Linked DNA regions of Rattus norvegicus: region 2 is linked to region 1. The links are chromatin contacts, called in public Hi-C maps. All regions are on one chromosome and are shown on one strand. Each heading gives the region's core, a stretch centred on a gene start, on an enhancer-like site or on the middle of the called end of the contact. The rest is flanking DNA. Distances are from core to core; before and after follow the strand shown. Region 1 overlaps Bnc2 (basonuclin zinc finger protein 2). Region 2 has its middle 57 kb from the start of Bnc2.

Region 1 (7,485 bases), core at 4,218-6,717:
CGCTGCTGAGCTGAACCCAGGGAATCACAGGTATGGCTCTATAAGCCATCAGAAGTCCAGGGGATGCTTCTTAAATCGTGCACACAAACCATACATTTATTTTCTATTTGTTCGGGACTTATGTGGTTGTAGTCATAGCTAGGGGGAGAAAAGGAAGAAAGAAAAAAGGAAAAAGGAAAGCCTTCAAGAGCTTCCTCAGCACAGAGCTACGACCTTTAGGAAAGCCCCGAGTTTTAAAGAAATTAAATACAAAGAAGGAAAGTGAATCTAGGCACGGTGCAGCACACCCTTAATCCTAGCACGGGAGCGGCAGAGGCAGGCAGATCTCTCCAAATCAACCTCGTCTGCAAAGTGAGTTCCAGGCCAGCCAGGGCTACATGCTAAGAACTCATCTTTAAAAATCAAAAGATATGATGGGTTATATCCCCTCAAACAAGCAAAAAGCAACACAATAAAACTAGTCTACTCCAAAAGTATATGCAAAATGGCATTCTTTGGCACGGTCCTTCAGTAATTGTGACAAACTCTTGCATCAATGTACAGTTTTTGAAAAAACAAGAAGGAAAGACCCAAATTCACGTTACTGTCAAATATTAAAAAGACAGTAACATTCTAAGCAGTCACTTGTGGGAATTACTGCTTAGAGAGCGAGCAGGAAAGAGCACAGTGCCTTCCTCTGTTGGTGGAATTGCACTGCGCCTCCCTGTAGTCTTGTTATCCCACACTAACTGGAATGCTAATTCTTTGTTACTAATTGGATCTCATTGAGGGTACATGCACAGTGTGTAGTTATGTGCAAAAAGGTTTCTAAAAGTATGAATTTCCTGTAATTACAACTTTTAATTACTATCTAAAGTATATGTAAATAGTGCAGGGTTAGTAGATATGCTTGACTTTTAAAAATAATACTTAGAAACATGACTGACGAAATGTTCCATAAGGTGCCCAATAAAAACAAGCATTTGATTGTAGCATCTGTAAACTGAATTTTACCTTTTTTTTTTATTAAGGTTTAGGATTTAGAATCTTAAAGCCAGTTGACTGTCCTGATGGCATATTAATAGTACAGTTTTTTTTTTAAATTTTTAAATGTTAAAATACCATTAGTCATTTCCCAAGCTGTTTCCCTAATCTCGTTCAGTCCCTTGGTCTTATCCATTCCAGAGTCTGTGTGTGTTTGTGTCTGGTGCGTGTGCGTTATGAAGAGGAGTTACTCCTAGTCCTACAGTTTCTTCAGGACCTTGAGAACTCATTGGTGGACCTCTCAGTATATACAGCCTAATTCTCTCAGTCTCAGGGAATGTGAGGAGTTTCACGGGTGACCTTTCAGACTGTGATCCCCTAATCTGAAGGACATGATTTTTGAATCAGGAAAAAAAGAAAGCAATAATTGTGGAAATGATGTTTATCCCAATGGCCTAGTTGTAAATAACTTGTTACAAATGGTTTCAGAGGGTTCCTCTGTAACTTACAGAGTGTAGAGCCAATGGAAAGCCTAGGAAGATATCTTGGTGCCTTGGTTTTGTTGTTTGTCTTGGACCTGAGTCTTAAAAAAAAAAAAAAACGATTCAAGTCTCTTACTGGCTAGAAGACTATCAAGGTCCTACATTTCTCTATGGAAATGAATGGCAAGTTCACATAACCTATTTCGGTAATTTCCACAGGGTTCAGATTTTTATTTTCTAAAATTTATTTTAAAAAAGATTCAAAACTTAAAAATTACAAAGCATAATAAACGATTTAGGCTTGTGCTTTATTTTAATACATCTATCTCTGGGTAACTCTTTGGGCTGGTGTCTCATTACAACAAAGCTTTGACTCTTTAACTGGTTTTAGGAATTCGTTGAGATTTTGTTTGATAACATCCATGGAGGATTGTGTAATGTTGTGATTTTTTTCTTGTGACTCTTACGAGGCTATCCTGATGTTTCTAAGGCGTGGCTGTGGCAGGAATATTTAGGTAATAGCTATACTGCAGACTTGTTCAGTTAGAACTTGCAGTCTGAGAGAGACCGGTTTGCATACTCTGGGTAGCATTTTGTCAGAGGACTGCTGGCTGGCTGGGCAGAGCAGATTTGGATGTATTAGCTAGTCAACCTAATAACCCTGTACAGACTGTATTGATTTTCTAGGAGAGAGTTTATGAACTAAATAAACTTGGGGTTGGTGTCTTAATAAACTGCTTCTCTCAGTCTGTCACATTTAGTTATGGAGCTGTGCAGTTTAGGGGGAAAAAAGGCTAATTCTGTTACAGATTGTTCACAGCAGGGTCTCCAAATTAGCCCTTTGTTTTGTAATGCCACCTTGCTTGGGCTCGCGTTGAGCACATTTCTCAGTTTTGCCCTAATGAGTTGCAACACTGATAATGTGGCTGATGATCTTTCATTGATTTCACTATCACTTGCTTGTCTGGTAATTGATCCGTTGCTGAGCCTCTAGTTAATTATATCGGCTTTGACATGGCCCGATCCATGGGGAATTTCAAGTCTTGCAGAATAACAGTTTTAATAAAAGAGTCTATTACTGCAGGTGCTTGCTGCTGCATGCCAGTTGATTTTTGTGGGGGGTGTGTGTGTGTGTGTGTGTGTGTGTGTGTGTGTGTGCATGCCCACGCCCACATGTGAGGGGGTTGGGGGGAATACCTGGGAAAGAAGAGAATCTTACAACTGAGAGAAAGGGGTGGGGCTGGAAAAATAGGAAGAGGCTGTGAGGGAGCTTGGGGAAGGAGGGGAAGGACAGGGAGAGAGGGAGAGGGAGCAGAAGAGGAGAGAGAACACGCAGGCAGGGAGATACAACAGTGCTTGAGTGGAGAGAGGAGGAAGCTTGCTATTGACAGTGTCCTTAAGCCTCCCACAAATAACAGCCATTAGTGGGGAGGTCAGGAGCTGAGCAGGCAGCTTGACTGAGGCACTGAGAGCCACTTCAGAAATCAAGAGGCTAGCAAATTTTAGAGGGAGTTAAGTGGGTAATAGTGTAAAGGTACAGTCACCGTTGACAATTGACTCACAGGGGCTTTTCCCGCCCTCCCCCGCCAAAGAATATTTTTATTGACCACAGGTGGACTTAATATATTTTAAGGCAACAATTCTTTGGGTTCTTGTATGTCTCCTTTCAGATATTGAATTTGCTTCTTTTGAGACTTTTTTGTGCTTAATGGTGGTGAACTGGAGGGAAGTTTAACAGAAAAGCTTTCAGGAGATGTCAGTTCTAGAAGGGAAGGCACATTTGTGTCAACATAGTGTACGTTTGCTCATCTTTTCTCATTGTCCACTAATGACACGGGCTGCCATCGAAACGCTTTTCTGTTTCTTTTGTTGTTTCTGAGAGGAAGGTTTATTGTTATTCTTTAGTTAAGAAGGAGCAAGCAGAGTGCTACATTTGTCCTCAGTGTTTGTAAGTGGCTGAAGATTAATGTGCCTTACATTTTAAGTTTAGGAAGGATGGCTTTTTCCTGCTGACTCCTTTTATGAGATAGCATGAATTTAGCTTTCCATTTTGAAGTTACAGTGTTTATGTACAGTGGATTTTGTTCAGTTCTGCCTTTCCATAAATAAGGAAGATAAATACTATCTAATAAATGGTTGTTTTGTTTTAAAACTGGTCTAATTAAAAATATGACCTGCTATCAAGGTTATATTTCACAAGGCAAGGAAATATTATAGAATTTTCCATAGAGATCCTGAATGAAAAATGGAGTTTTTATATGCATTACTTTTTGCCTGAAATAAGACAGGCTTCCTTTTTTTCTTCCTCTTTTGCCCTGTTTTATGATGTAAAAGGTTGATGTAGATGCCTTACCTGAGAACTTTAACAAAGGATTTTATTCTGCTTGTGAGCTTTAAGAAAAGGTATTCATTTTTTCGTCTCCGCCTTCAGTGTCTCTTTATTTAACCTTCGGTTTGGTAGTTAATGGCCTGAGGTGCTGGATATTAAGTGGTATATGTTTATTTTTGCATATGTTTACTGTACATCTTCCATGTTTAACTGGTAGCTTTGCTTGTTCACCCTTTAGAATAGAAGGTCAAATCTCTGTATATTATTTTCTCTATGAGTTTATATGTGGTTATAAATAGCCTAGCATTACGGTGTGACTTGTGGCAGCTAATATTAAAAAAAAACAAAAAAGCAAACACTGAGCAAACTTTATGTTCTCCTCCAGATGAATACTTCACTCGCTTCCAGTGTAATTAAAAAATATTTAAGTCTCATAGTTTTACAAGTGTTTAAAGGAAAGACTGGTGCTGGATATAACATGTTACAGCAGAAAGCATTGTTGGGGAAAATTTCCAGGGAAGGGCCCTGGCTCTCCCTGGCCTTGTGGACAGTGTCCGTGGCATTTCGTGGAGTACGCATGAGTGTGTATCTATCTGTGTATCTGGAGAGGGGTTCGTGCAGGGTGTCATTTGGTGCCTGACAGTGGAACAGTGCAGTTGACTCCTAGCTCTGCTATCCAATGACATGCAGTGGCTGAGGGTTTGAAGCTGATGGTTGGGTCTCCAGTGCTGCCCGCACACCTGACAGGCAGCTGTTAAACCGAGCAAAGGCAAGCTAGGGGAGTCACAATCTATGCATAAATGATAGGGATATCTGTGCAGAAGGTGCGAAGGAAGCTCTGACCCCCCTCCCTCCCCCAGATCTCCCCCTTCCCAAATGAAATGCACAGTTCAGCCAGCTTCTTAACTACACTATACTCCTGCTCCTGGCTGCCAAGAAGCTCAAAAAATCCACCTTCACTTTTCAGTCAGAAGAGGCAGAAGTGGATGTGAGAGAAAGAGACACACAGAGAGACAGAGAGCCAAAGAGGGCAAGAGACTTGACTTTAAGAGACTCCTGTACTGACAACTCCATGCAGTTCGGAACCAGAACGACTGCGGCTGAACCAGGGTTCATGGGGACATGGCAAAACGCTGATACTAACCTCTTATTCAGAATGTCCCAACAGGTAAGTTACTTTCATTTTTTTAAAAAAAAAGAAATCTCGAGTTGTTATTTGCCCTTTTCTTCCTGCTACTTTTCTTTCTAAATGTTTTTGAAATTTAAAAATATATATATTGTGATTTCTGTGTTACTGGAATGTGCAGTGTTACTTCATGGCTTCCCCAAGGGCTCCTTAAGGAAAAGGGGGAAAGGACATCGAAGTTAGAGAAAGCAAAGGCATTTGTTGCAAAGTTTCACCCTGTGCAGCCTGGGTCCTGCGAAGCCTTAATTTATTTCTTTGTTTCCCGCTAAAAAGAGAAAAAGCCAATACTTAACAAATGTATCTTTGTGAAAGACTTAGTCAAAGTGTCTGCTGTCTCTAAGTAGGTCTTGCAACGAACAGTCAGAAAGCGCGGGCCCCTCACAGCAGCGGGTCTGACTTCTGGTGTCTGGAGCAGCTGGACTCAGACCTGAGCGAGGCTATGCAGGCTTCCCTGCCGGCCGGGTCAACCCGAAGGGCGGCAGGCTGCGCTCCCGCTTGCTCTCGGCCTCCGTTCCGGTTCTCGGTGGCTTCACTCTCCCCGTGCTCCCCTGGCCGCGGCGCAGCCGCTCGGCTCGCCACCCGCCAGCCGCCCGCCGCCCGGCGCGGTGCACTCACACTCGGCGCGGCCCCTGTGTTCTCCCAGAGCCGCTTCTCGCTCAGCCGCCGCCGGCAGCTCGGCTGCTACCCTGCCGGGAGAGCCGCCCGGAGAGCGCCAGGCCAGCGGACGGATAATTAATCACCCGCAGCCGTCCGTACCAAGCGCTCGGTGATTTGCGCCCTGCGCGCCCGGCTCCTCTTGCACAATTGCTGGCTCTGCGGCTCCGCGGGGGAGCGAGGGTAAGAGGAAGCGAAGGGGAAACAACCCAGAAACTTTCCTCTTGGACTGTGCTCAAGTGAGGGAGGGAAGTTCCCTGGTGCCTCCCTCCCAGACACGTCTTGCTTTTCAGAAGCCTACCCCAAACCCATACAAAGCAAGAGTTAGTTTATCATCCACGCAGCACCAAAGTAGTACTGACAAATGCGCTAGGATGTTAAGTAGATGGCGGCTGTTTAAAAAAATGGTCTTGCCCCACTCCCTTAAAATACTGCAACTGCTATTTAAGCTTTTTGTATGTAAGAGTTCGCGGAAATTGAATACTTTGGCGTGGATTTTCAAATGTTTGGTAACGAAATAAAGAAAACAATTTTCAAGGCTGTAAACTGTCACAAGTTTAGGAATAACATTTGCCAAAGAGAGTGCATAAAGCCCGGCTCTTGTAACATTTAATTGGTAAACAGTTTTATCAACCAGTTTTAGATAGGAGAAATGTATTTGAATAAGGTGTATTTTGACATCCTGTAGAGGGACCCTGATAACTGCTGATCCAGTAAGCTGGGATTTAAATGCAATCAACATAAACCCAGTAAGCAACTCTTTATGTGCGATCCTTTTTTTTTTTTCCTGAAAAGTCCCTTTCATGTCTGACAGAGATGCTTCTTGTCTCTGCCAAACGCTTTGCTAGGTGTTTTTCTGAAGCACTTTTCTGTCTGGGTGACTCTCTCTCTTGTGGTTGGAACACGGTGTGTTTTCACTGACCTTAGTACCTAATAACTTGTGTCCCACTTTAAAATTTAGATACTACCAATCCTGGTTTTCCTTGAGTTAGCGGAGTGTGTGTGTACATGTATGCTTTGAAAGGTTAGATTGCATTTTTTTCCCTCTAGTGAAAAAAGAGTTAATAAAACAGATAGAGATAATGATCAATTGATAAATGGCTATTGAACCACATAGATGGTGTTAGATTGCTGCTTTGGCACTAGCCCATTTCCAAGTAGATTTGCATCTAAGGAGACTTTTAACTGGTGGAAAACATTTAGGATTAAAAGAAATAAAAGCAAATTACACAAAAAATAGGTCAGGATTAGGAAAATAATTTAAATTTCTTATAGAGAAACTTGTATGATCATCGAGGTGTTTTCTGTGTGCCTGCTGGGTACATACAAAGATCTGTTTTGTATGTACCTGTATGAATGCATGCATGTGGTGAGCATCAGTGCCTGTGAGGAGAATAAAGACACAGGCTAATGAACAGGTTATGACACAGGGCACTGTGACAAAGCATGAAAACCACAATCTTAAAAAGTATTGCGATTACACCATTTTACTGCAGTTCCTTTATTAATTTTTGTTGTCGTTAGGGATGCTTAGCCTCCCATTTACTTTCACAGTCACTAAATATTTACCTTTTGTGCCTCTTGGAAGTCATATGAAAGGGGGTATGTGTTTACGTGTGTATGTGTGTGTGTGTGTGTGTGTGTGTGCACGCGCATGCGCACGCACTTTTATTTCTCTTTCAAGATGCCATTTCAGATTGTGTAGTCTTAAATTCAAATCTGTCTACATATAAAAGTCTGCACTCTGCATGCTTAATGTGTTTGTTTTCCTTATGTGTAGGGATCAGCAGTGCTGGTTCAGAGTATGTGAGTGGGAGAAAGTGTATGCATATGTGTGTGTGTGTGTATGTGTGTGTGTGTGTGTGTACATA
Region 2 (6,947 bases), core at 1,096-3,595, 120 kb before region 1:
TAAATGTTTGAAAGGTGGCTTTAGCAAGGTTGAAGAGTTTGATTTAGCAATGCTCATACTCACTTGTTTGGCGTGATGTGCCAGGGTGACAGTGGCTTTTATGGCTATTGAAAGGCGAGCAGAACATCAATGGCATACTTCAACTATGTTATTTATAGTCTTCTAAATAAGTACAATTCCCAAATATTCAATATTGAATTGCTGAAAAGATTAAACAATAAAAAAGTCATTAACAGCATTGTGTATAAATATTGTGGTGCACGAAGATTTTTTGTCTATGAATTACCATCAGTATCTTTGTTTTACATAAATTCTACAGATGCACTGTTCACAGAGTGGGTTATTCTCTCCTCTGAGGTTTCCCTTTTAAATTTAAAGGTAGGCCTTAAAACTGAGACCAGGTTATAAGTTGGATTTCTTTGAATTATTCACATGTTGATTTTTGAGATTAAAATTCATTTTCTACAAGGTGAGTAAGTCCAGACTGAGAGAGCATGCGTAGTTGATGCAGGTTACGGTTTCACTATAGAGTTCTTGTACATAGAGCTTGGGTTGGGAGCAATTAATAGTCTTAACTTGATGAATGTATAAAGGAGTAGTGCTTTCTGAATTCCTCTGCAGATGGTCTCATTTAACATCTGCATCCTGACAAGAAACAGAGTTGAAAACAGCAGTTCTCCTGCAACATCTCTTGTTGGTCAGGAGTTACATAGTATAGTTGGGTAGTAAGCTAGAGGGAGCCTCATGATTTTATTAGATATACTTAAGGTTTAAAAAAAAAAGAACTCCTGCAGTCAGAATGTTGCACAATAACTGGCTTAGAGTTTAGGCTTGGAGGTAACACACAAATACACACACAGACACACACAGACACACACAGACACACACAGACACACAGACACACACAGACACACAGACACACACACACACACACACACACACACACACACACACACACACACACACACACACACACAGTGGTGATAGCAACAGAATTTCCTTTGAGAACATTTAAGGAATCAGCTAAGCTTTCTAGGACTCTTCCTTGTAGGTATTTGAATGAGGTAAAGTGCAACCAAACGTTCTAAGTGTTTGAGTTTGTGTAACCACTGTGTCCCTTTGTCAACTGAAGGACATGTTGGCATGCTCACCTTCAAACTACCATTAAAAGCAGCTTCTGCCCCAGTCACAAAAGCTACTTCTTCTCTCCAGAGATAATGTTTTGAAGTAGTTCTGTGCACAACTCCAGATTCTGGAAAGAACACTCCTTCAAAAGAAGGGGGCTTTGTGTTGTCACCATAAACAGCAAATCACTTTAAAGTTTGGTGTATTATTAATCAGTAAATGAGGCACATTTAAACGGCAGAGTCAAATGTTTTCTTATTTACCGTTTAGCATTTGCTAATCAATCCAACCAGTGACATTTGTGATATGTTTATATTAAATAATCATCGACAGCGTTTGCTTTTCATTATCTATATACTACTTTTTAGGAGCATTACTTTGGCACTTATTTACCATTTAAGTAAATCTTATATCCAGGGAGATAAACTGCCCAGATTTGTCTTCTTGCACAGTAGCTCTCATTATGTTGCTAGCCAATAAAAGTCTTTATTTGTTGCTTATTAGAACCCTCAGTACACTCAAAAGTTCAGCTCTAATTTAATTTGGGTGTTCAAAGAGCCTCCCTTGTTTTAAAACACGTTCTCAGTATTCCTTTACCATTTGTTGTGAGCATATTCTAACTCATGAATATGCATAAGAGCAGTAGTACAGACATGTCATTTTAAAAGTTTCTGCCATAACAGAAGTGTACCGTTTTCTTTAAAAAAAAAAACAAAACAAAAACAAAAAACAAAAAACAAACATATATATTACCACGTAGATTCTGTCCTACTTACTGCAATTTCCTAGACATTCTGGGGCATTTTCACTTTTTTTGTAGTAATTTAAATCGTTTTGCTCTACTGATTTAGGATTTGTTCCTCAGAGTCCAACCTTGAAGGTGTGGTGAGACAGGCAAAAGCTAAGTTTCGCAATCAAGAGTTCTGTTTACAACATGTTCACAGTTGCAGCCCCCTTGAAATTATGAGGGGTTTGTTTTTTAATTTACAAATTGCCAGCATGGTAAGTTCTTTATGGCAACTGCTGGGCAGTTTTACAGAGGCCAAGATACTTGTGGGTTTCAGTTGATGTGTAACTGATGACACGGGCTAAGGACCAGAACTCTAGTATCAGGGATCCTTCCACAGGGAAGGCAGGATGTGGAACTGCTAAATGAGTCAGTGCATGTGTGTCTGACCAGCGGGAATCACATCAAGTCTGCCTTCTACACACAGGATTTAAGACTTGTCCGAATGTACAGCATTGTCTTGGAGCTGGGGGTTCATGAGTTCGCAGTCCCTGCTTTGTTTTTGTGTGTTTAGTACAAAGACATAACGGCCCACACAAAAACATTTTTCTCTTATTATGACCTTAACATTTGCCAAAGTGCCCCATACTGAAATTCCTTTTTAGTATCTTTTTCCCCCCTTAGTCCAAAGCCAGACGTGTACCCAGACACAAAGCCTCTGTGTATAGCAAGCTGTTTTAAATATTGTGACTCGGCGATGTGCTGTCCTTTCTCTGCTTGAGCCAAGGGTCTCTGCTCAGTGTCTGTGGATTACCAAGCTCCTTCTTTATTGTACGTCTTGTCAGCCATTCCTATTCATTTAACCTTTCATTAGTGTCTGTGCAGCTTCACTGTCTGGAAAGGCAAGGAGAACCCGAAAGGCCCCACTGTCACAGTTATTAGATTTCTCCGTTACATCCCAGCAACCACAAAGAAGTAAGAGTGCAGACTATTGTCGTGCATGCTGCTGTCCTGGGGTGCAGCTCTTCTGTGCATGTCAAGGACATGTGCCACATGTTGATATGCATCCCAGGAATAAATGCGCAACATGGGGGATAGGCTGACAGAGGCAGTAATGAGCTTCGTAGGAGTTATTGCGAAGACTAACAGTTAGTGAAGGAATTTTGCTTAACTGGCCAAGGAGATAGACGGAGTTGAGAGTTGCCAAGATTTGCCTGTGCGGAGCTTGTCAGTCACATTGTTTTCATCTAAACTTCATTTGAGGGGAAAATTGAATACCTCTGACAGGAGTGAAAGTCTTCTTTTCTCCTTTAGTCTCAGAGGACAAAAATGTTATTTCTGATAGTTATTATGGTACATTATGACCATTTTCATATCGACTAAATAAGATATGCGAGTGATTATGTTACTTATTTCTCCCTAATTTTTACACACTGCAAAATAATGAAAAAATGTTTAACAGGGATGTGCATGTTTTACAAATCTATTTCTAAAAATGGAGCACAGGAATCTTCTCATACTCCCTCTCTGCTGTGGATTTCCGTGCCACAGTGTGATATCACCTGGTTCTTATACATGTGTTTTCATGGTTGCTGTAATGTGGAGGAGGAAAGGAGTGGTTATGGGTCATTTTCACATAATAATAACGACAACTACTTGTAGATTTAGCATTGGAAAAGATTCCACCTTAAGCTTCCCAGTGAAATCACTCTTTAGGAACGCTCAGAGCTGGGAAGAGAGCTCAGTTGGTCTAGTATCTCCCACATTCACATGAGGGCTTGACACACTTGCTCCCAGCATGCACAAAGGGCCAGGCACAGTGCCTTACACTGGGAGGGCAGTGACAGGCAGGTCCCTGAGGTCCACTGGCCACCCAGCCTAGCCTCATTGGTGAGTTCCGGGCCAGTGAGAAGAAAGCGGAGAACAGAAGTGAATGCCATTGGCTCTGGAGTCTGATCTTCACCCCGTCAGTATTTGGGGCTGTCTTGGAAAGCAGTTTTTAAAGTGAGCGTATAATGTAATGGATCCCGTTATGGCGTTCCTGTGCATACACTTCTTTATAGAGGCAGTAATACAGGCATTGCCCGTTCATCCCCATTAGCCAAACAACCTGTTTGGTAATCGCTAAGGCTTTCTCCCCGCAGCTGCTTGACGATATAAATCATAGTGGTTTACTTCAGTTTTAACTACTTTATTGTGAGACACCTTACATACCATGTATTCACTATTTAAAGTGCACATTAATAATACTCCACTATATGGAGTTTATACTGCCTTCACCAGTTTATGCATATTTTTGACTATTATGCGTAACGCTGCTCAGAACTTTGGGAGAGGGTCAGACATTTCTCTTTCTCTTGGATGCACACCTGTGAGAAGAATCGTTGGATCGTACCGTTTTCTTTGTTCTCCATTTGAATTGTCTTTAAAACAAACAAACAAAACAACCGAAATACATGTGTGGTGAAAGTTAGGACTATGTTGGTTCTCTCTTTTACCACAAGGCATTCAGGGGTTGAACTCAGGTTCTCCAGCTTGGCGGCAAATGCCTTTACCTGCTGAGGCATTCGCTTGCCCCAGGTTGCCTTTTTATAGTTGAGATATAAAAAGCTGGTTACAATCCTTTATCTGATTCAAGATTTGCAAATGCTCTCTCCCATTCAGTGAGCTGTCTTTTTACTTTTTTGATGTCCTTTGAAAAAATTTTAAAAATTTTTTGAAAGACGTTTTACAAGAATTTTTTTCCAGACAAGATTTTATTGCATGTTAAATGGTAATGACTCAATAAAAGAGGCACAGTGACCCTCAGAAAAGTTCCTAGCACCGTCTATCAGGGTAAGATGAGACATTGTAAATTTTGATGAAGTCCAACTTAACCTAGTATTTTCCTTGTTACCATTTTTGCTATGTTGTCAAAAATAAAACAAAACCCAAACCCACAAACACGGTCTCACTCAACATCCTGAAGATTTATGCCAGGTTTCTTTTCCTGCTTCTTTCTGTTCTCCTGGATAGCATTGTACCGAGAGGTTGCTAGACCATACCATGCAGTAGTCTGCCTTTTGTGGTTTAGAAATTCCTTTTTTTGGTGTGTGGGGGGGGGGTAACATTTGTACTGTTTTATGCTCTTGCCAAGGGTGTCCACGTGTTGCAGCTTCTGCATGTTGTCACCAATGACTGCTGTTACTTTATGATAGTGACAGAAACATGACTCTAACAGCTGTGAGGTGACATATCCCTGTGTGGTTTTGTTGTCCCTGCTGGCCTTGAAATCTAAGGATGGAGTGATGCTTCCTTCCAAGCCACCAGTACTGATATTAAGTCTCGGTCCTCACCCACGTGAGGTTATCACTCTACCACCGAGCTGTATCCAATGTCCAGCTCTTTTTGTGTTTTGTTTTGAGACAGAGTCTTCCTAAGTTGCCCGGACTGGCCTTAGTCTCCTGGATTTCCCAGTCTTTCTAGTAGCTGTTACGGACTTGAGCCAGCCCTAGCTTCTGATTGTCTTTTAGCCTCAGCTCTCGAGGGGTGGGTGTGAAAGGGAAACACACAACCCCTTTTGGCATTTTGTCCATTTTAGGGTTGGGTTACTTGGTTTTGCTGGTTTTTGAGTTTTAGGAGTTCTCTATACATTTTGGATATCACTGTCCTTATCAAAAATTTACTTTACAAATGTTTTCCTCTCATTCAGTGGGTTCTCTTTCATTCCGCCGCTTGTTTCCTTTGCCCTGGCCGGGTAGGAGCTTTTAAGTTTCTCGAAGCTCTGTGTGTCTGGCCTTGCTTCCTCTGCCTTCAGTGATTTACATTTAAAGCTTAGATTTATCTGATCCCTAAAAGAGTAGAGGCTATGTTAAGAAAGAACATTCTATTGTTTAGGGGAGGGGGAAAAACAGCTAACAACTCTTGGTGGTACTCCAGGGGACAAGAAATGTGTCATTCGGAAGCCAGGAGATGATAGGTGCGGGTTCTCTGCGAAACAGCTTGGGTTTACTTTGATGTTCCTTAATTATCATTGAGTTTAAAAGCAATCTAGGTGTTCTGTATGATAACAGACACACTTCGTGCCCTGGAGGGTGGAATTAAGTACCTAGAAATAATTGTTTTTGGTTTTATAAATACCTCAAAAGGAAAGGAGGGAAAAAAACATCATTGAGAAAATTTGTCTTCTAGACATCCCATCATGAACAAAACATCACCAACAGAGATAAAACTGAAAATTGTTTCATGATACCCAAACCTAAAATAACTGGCTCGGTTAGGTTTTAAGTAAATACCGTGTTCAAATATGGCATGATGTGTTTGCAAACAGCTTGCTCTCTCGTCTACCAGGTGTATTTTCAAAGCATCCCGCCTTGGAGTTAGAGAAACCTGAGAGCAGGAGAAAGGTAACTTAATTTAGGGGCAGTGATGTTAGCTCATACTTGAGTTAAAAGGAATATTTTAAAGGAACTCCTAATGTTCTTTTCATTCATGCTAATAAAACCTATATTCATTTCTATTGAAATAGTTGCTTTTCTAGTATTCTGATGGGCCATTGTTATTTAATTGCTTTGTCTGCTTTTGGCATTGTGCCAGTTACTTTAGGCAAAATTTCATTGTTCTTTAGCATCAACTATTAATTAGGTGGCCAAGTGGCCACACTTATATTTGGAGAGAATCGGGGTTTTTTTCCCCGCATAAGTGTTTACACATGAAAATAGTAATTAGCCAATTTAAAGTGATACCTCATGACATAATTTGAGGATTAACTTTCTTCCCTGTGGATATTCTGTAAAGAATTTAAAATAATTTATAAAATTGGTATGACAAAATTTTTGTGTCATGTAAGAGAGCATTAGCATTCTATACTGACCCACATCACATTTACAATTTGCTTCATTGGTCAAACAATGTTACATTTCTGTTCTTAGTATGTCTTGTCATGTCCATATTGGATTAAGAAAGTCATGTGTAATTATGGATTGATACATTCGAGGACATAAAGAGTGTCACTAACTAGAATGGTAAATTATGCAAAGAAAGGTCCCTCAGTTCCCTGTCCCAAAGCTTCTGATCTCTTTTATTCTGTAATTAGCAGATTAGAGTTCACTCTATC

What was found. Hi-C and Micro-C count contacts between places; a contact is called where the count stands out from the background.
Region 2: a Hi-C map of the A7r5 cell line shows a contact between it and region 1, with 2.3 times the contacts expected there. The contact joins two enhancer-like sites. A contact is called at or near these places in 3 of 12 Hi-C or Micro-C datasets (the A7r5 cell line, the Rat2 cell line and Schwann cells).

What each region holds. Positions count from the first base shown.
Region 1 is chr5:103,996,468-104,003,952 of GRCr8, reverse strand. Bnc2 (basonuclin zinc finger protein 2) reads left to right here. Exons shown (of 7, transcript NM_001106666.2): 3 at 4,742-4,942. Among named protein-coding and RNA genes, the nearest start is that of Bnc2, 62 kb to the left of the region's middle. Within about 2 kb of position 5,467, at least 23 of the 93 cell types and tissues checked have an H3K27ac peak or open chromatin away from gene starts, as enhancers often do.
Region 2 is chr5:104,115,294-104,122,240 of GRCr8, reverse strand. No RefSeq gene overlaps it. Among named protein-coding and RNA genes, the nearest start is that of Bnc2, 57 kb to the right of the region's middle. Within about 2 kb of position 2,345, at least 3 of the 93 cell types and tissues checked have an H3K27ac peak or open chromatin away from gene starts, as enhancers often do.